Linked DNA regions of Zea mays: region 2 is linked to region 1. A link is a contact called in public Hi-C data. All regions are on one chromosome and are shown on one strand. Each heading gives the region's core, a stretch centred on a gene start, on an enhancer-like site or on the middle of the called end of the contact. The rest is flanking DNA. Distances are from core to core; before and after follow the strand shown.

Region 1 (2,700 bases), core at 102-2,601:
GGAGATACAACATATGTCCATATGTAACCATAAAAAATGTTTGGATCATAAGATCTATAAGATACCCACGTTTCTTTCCTTTCACTTTCACTTATTTGTATGAGTTACATATGAAATTAGTGTAAGTATCCAAGTTTCAATATAATCAGTACTTCACTTTATCATTTTCATACGAGGACTTGAGTTATCTTCATATAAAATGTTTATTAGTTTTTGTAACTTATTTGCAATTTTTTAGTGAAACTAGAATTTTTTATGAATTTTAAATATTGCGGTGTTGGTTCTACAATGTCCTTGTGATAAGCAATTTTGAACTGCATGATGTCAATTTTACCGGTTTCCTTTCTTACATCTGATCTATCATATACATGATTATGTATTTCTTAAATTATGGATGGTTGGGCAATTAATATCATCGACAATTATCCGGTACCTATCCGAGTAGTATCTGTTATGCGTTTCTTACCCGTCCGGATTATTATCCGGTCCCATCCTGTATCCGTCACGAATCTTAACTACCCGTATCCGGTCCTGTATCCGAGAGAAATACATTAGGGTAGGATACGAGATGACCCTGTATCCGGCTGTATCCGTCCCGTTTTCATCCCTACCGCCGTCCACCGAGACCTCATCAGCCGTCAGAACTGCAGGGCTTAGTTCGTGTCCTCGTGACTGTTTTTACTCTATTTACTGCTGGCTGCTATTACGGTGATCGATCACTGGCTGTTCCTGAGCTTTCACGGCCGGCCGGCCATTGGAGTGAGATCGATCGATGGGCTGCATGCATGATTGGACGGAGTGTGATTCGTTCGATCCCGAGGGAACGAGCTGCTTGATTGAGGGAATCATTCCGTGTGCGCGGGGCGAAGACATGGGTCGCTCTCATCATTAGCCTCAGCCGCCGCCGCCGCTGCTGGACCGCATTGGCATCTGGGTCTCTCCCGTCCGTCCGTCCAGTACTCTTTGACGCTTGCGAGAAAGAGATTGGGTGGAGTTCCAGCGAGGGATTGACTAGATTTTTCATATCCATATCCATCTATATATCTTGCATTTACTAGATTTTTCCACACCCACATATCTAAAATGTTGAACATCAAAGACCCGTTCAATATTCTTTCTTGCTCCTGCCTGCACGAAAGTCGAGCGCCCGACAGGACGCTTCGCTTTAGTAGTAAAGTTTGTGGCTGCTCTTCAAAAATTTCCAACGAACGAAGATCTGGGCCCATGTAACAGAAAAAAGGCCATGAAATGAGAATGAAACAATCTCAGCCCAGCCCACTATCCTCCGGCTGTGAAGCCACCTCCGCGGCTCTTATATAAAGGATCCATTCCGCTAGGGTTTCTCCTCGGTAGCAGCTGGCTCACTTCTCCAGGTAAGGCAAGTCCCCATTCCCGCGCCGCCGCCGTCGCCGTCGCTGATCTGAAACCCAGCGTATCTCCTGCTTATCCTCGGTTGTTTGTCCCCGCGCACAGGAAAGTGTTCGTCCTCATGGCGCCGCCGCAGCCGAAGTCGGGCCTCTTCGTGGGCATCAACAAGGGCCATGTCGTCACCAAGCGCGAGCTGCCTCTGCGCCCGTCCCACCGCAAGGGGGTAAGCCAACTTTCAGCTTTTTTTTAGGGTCATCATGTTGATGTCGCGTCTGTTAGTACCTGTTGGATTAGGTGTTACATATTGTGGGGTTCAGGATGCTGAGATCTTACTAGTTAATAGGATGGGTCAGGATTCGTTTCACCATCTCAAGCCATGCGTTTTAAATCATGTCCTTGTTCATGTTTACAACTCAACCAAACACAATTTCATGGATCTGTAGTACTTGTGAGAAGATGATGGACTAGCTCATTCCTCAAACCAAACACCCTATTATTTATCTTGTAAAAGCCTTGATTGTGTCTGCACTTGTAAATGGCTCATATAAATCTGGTGGACTTGCATATGTTTTTTTTTCACTTGATGATTTTCTGTGCCCTTTATTGTAACTTCATGGTGTATTCAGAAAGCAACGAAGAGGGTGTCCATGGTCAGGGGCCTGATCAGAGAGGTTGCTGGCTTTGCTCCTTATGAGAAGCGTATCACCGAGCTTCTGAAGGTTGGCAAGGACAAGCGCGCTCTGAAGCTTGCCAAGAGAAAGCTTGGAACTCACAAGAGGGCAAAGAAGAAGAGAGAGGAGATGATGGGCGTCCTCAGGAAGATGAGGTTTGTAAATTCGAAACTTTTGTTGTGATACAAAACTAAAATACTGCTTGGTAGCCTGTCTTGTCTTATTTTTCCTTCTGATGTCTTTGCATGTTTAAGTCGTTAGTTTCTGCTAATTTGTTGCATAATTATGGTTTAGTGTGACCCCAACGATTGTGTTTTCATTAATGGGCATCAATCTAAGTTATGCGTATTGATCTTGCCATTTGCATTACCTGGGGATGGTTTTATGTATAGATGATGACTAGTGCTTATTTATTGTATATACTGGTATTCTATCCAAATTTTGTCTGGTCTGCATATATACACATGCCTTGACATTCTATTATCTGGCCAGTCGTATAATTTACACCATCCTTGCACCATTTGTTATACTTCTAACTGAAATGGGCTCTGTGTCGTCATTTAATAATATCTTTGAATTGTTTCAAAACATTGTTGGTATTAGCATTTTCATCTTGATTTAATAGAAAAGGTCCTCCTTTCTACTGTATAACTGCATGTAT
Region 2 (2,700 bases), core at 24-2,523, 330 kb after region 1:
ATATGTAGTAGTGCTGGAGTTATATCTCATAGATTTGGTTTTAGTTGTACTGAGTTTAAAACCTTTAGGCTCTAGAATCTCCCGCCACAACTCTAGTTTCCTATTTACTTTTGCCAGGATTTTATCAACTAACATTACATCGTCTAAAAAAACATACACCAAGAGATATCTCGTTATATGTCCCTTATGACCTCATCTATCGCCAAGGAAAAAAATAAGGGCTTAAATCTGATCCTTAATATAGTACTATTATAATTGGAAAGTTTTCTGTGTATCTGTCACTTGTTCGAATACTAGTCATACATTATTGTTGAACATGTCTTTAGTAAGTCTGATGTACTTTGTTGAAATTTTAAGTTTGTCTAAAATCCAACCCATAATATTTTTTAGTATTTTATCATAAATCTTCTCAAGCATGTATTGCACAGTACACGAATATGATCTCCAAGTAGGACAATCCAATCTAGCCTGATCATGCACGTTCAATGCCCATGAATGGAACAAAGCGCAGGGATGAGAAGTGTAATACATGCTGAAACTATGAAAATAATAAAGAATACTGGATCCATGCCCAGGTTCAAAACAAACTATGAGATACAAAACATAGTAAAGACAAAATTATAGCGATGAAAAGTGTTAAGGTGTGAAATACACTTAATGTAGCCATTCGCCTACCTTCCCTTCACGCAAAGCACCTATAGCCTGGTCGATCGAGGAGAACCCATCGGTAGGTTTGTCTGGATCACCCTCTGCGTCACTGACAAAGAAATCTCCAGTGTCCTGAGTGATTTCAGCACCGACAGTTCTAAAAGAACCAGCAGACGCATCGAGTCCCTGGAAAACAGGTCCATTACTGTTCTCGATGAAATGCTTACTAAAGCGCCCTGGACCACCGAGTTCATCGCCGATCGCGTAACATCTTAACTTCAAGCATCCCTTTTTTATGACTGCAAATCCTATACTGTTGAGGCCACCAGGACCCTGCTGCAACCTGAAAAGATTGGAACAACTGGCAGGTTACAGAGAAAATACACGAACTCTTCAAAGGCCTTCTTCCACAGACAAAAGAGTTGGGAGGAATCGATACCTCGTGTTTGCATGAGCGTGAGATGGCAAGTGGGAGCTCAGAAGAACACGGTCCATTTGGTGATCCCAGGCTCCCAGTTTGCAAAAGCGTTTGGCTTATATACCTTTATCGCCTGCAGTGTCACAGCACCTCTCAGCCCGTCGTTTGGAGTTATCTGCTCATGCAGATAATGGAAGGAAAAAAAAAAACCGACGGAGTGGAGGGAAACTGACCACATGTTTCTGAGCTGCAAGATAGAAGCAGCCGAATCCGGCACATCGCACACTTCAGGTGATGACAAAGAAACCACGCTTCCAATGCCTTCTGCTATGGGTCAAAAGAAATGTAAGCTGGACGAGACAGCGACAAGTGAAAGATATTTTTGCAGATAGCATCTTTTGGACGGTTTCACGAGATAATGTATCTTCTTCCTTCCAGGTCAATTTCCATCGGAAGTGGGTAGAAGGTTTGCGAGTTCTCTCTTTTTTTTTCCCAGTCAGTAAATGGTCACCACGTTGTAAAAAAAAACAACAACAGCGATTTCATCAGTTATAGACTGTGTGTGTGTGTGTGAAGTGACGGTGAGCATTTCTTTTGAAGAAATCTAAATGCTTAAGCAACATTTGAGACCGGGAGTTTCATGAATGAATTTGAAAGTGTCGGCACTTCGCACTGGAGAGTAGCAGAAGATCCTACCAAGAATCAGGCATCAAGCCAGTTGCCAGCCTGAAAATCAATCGCCTTCAACCTTCAGCTCCTTTCACAAATACTTCCACCGCTTGCAGGACAGAACAACCGAACCCGTTGGTGAAGAGGCCGCGTCATTTGAGGAACGGAGGCCATGGTCGCGACCGCAAGCAGCCGCGGCCAAGTGGTAGTAGAGTCCCCGAACGAAGGAAGCAAGGGCGGGCGCGGCCATGGGCGCTAGGGAAGGTACGTGCATCCGTCTGAAAAGAGTGGAATAGTGAGCGGTGGCTGCCGCGGCGGGGGTGTGGAGGTCTTGGCCGCCGGCGGCAACGTTAGCATTTGGGAGGTCGCGGAATCGGCAGTTCCGCCGGCCGCTTCAGACCGTAGATGCTAATGCAGTATTACTTCCATCCTAAAGAAAAAAAAATCAACCATCACATTCACATATACTAATTTGGTGTTTATCACATTCACATATACTAATTTAGTGTTTGTTTGGGATTATAATCTGGCCAGATTATATAATCTAACAACTTTTGGCTAATAAAAAGTGTTTCTCTGTGTGCGTGAGAGAGAGAACCACTGCACTACGTCCATGCTCTGGTTATTAAGCTTGTATTATCGCCATCTAGCATCTGACAATCGCCTGCTGTAGGCACAGAGCAGCGTGATCAGCCTCATTCAGTGTAGGCAATTGAGCGAGAAAACCAGGATCGCAAGATTGATTAGACTCGCAGCAGCAACATGACTATTATATATGCTTGATGTATGTTAATACAGACATAAAACGCAGAGCAATTGAAACAAACAGAGAACCCAAAGCGTAATCCAATAACTGCCCCCGTCGCATCAGACAACAACTCACAAAGATTTTCTTCCAAAACAAAAATCCACAATGACCCGTTAGCGTTTCACATGACAGCAACAAGTGGCAGCTGAGCTGAGCA

Evidence for each region. Hi-C and Micro-C count contacts between places; a contact is called where the count stands out from the background.
Region 2: a contact with region 1 is called in a Hi-C map of ear, with 2.0 times the contacts expected there. The contact joins the promoter of LOC100282823 here to the promoter of LOC100283331 in region 1. A contact is called at or near these places in 2 of 25 Hi-C or Micro-C datasets (bundle sheath and ear).

What each region holds. Positions count from the first base shown.
Region 1 is chr8:119,130,809-119,133,508 of Zm-B73-REFERENCE-NAM-5.0, forward strand. LOC100283331 (60S ribosomal protein L36-like) reads left to right here and starts at 1,352. Exons shown (of 4, transcript NM_001374456.1): 1 at 1,352-1,378; 2 at 1,474-1,591; 3 at 1,995-2,194. The coding sequence starts at 1,490.
Region 2 is chr8:119,464,395-119,467,094 of Zm-B73-REFERENCE-NAM-5.0, forward strand. It overlaps LOC100282823 (riboflavin biosynthesis protein ribAB), which reads right to left and starts at 1,274. Exons shown (of 7, transcript NR_178194.1): 1 at 1,088-1,274; 2 at 676-991. It overlaps LOC100284318, which reads right to left. Exons shown (of 9, transcript NM_001175443.2): 9 at 2,477-2,700.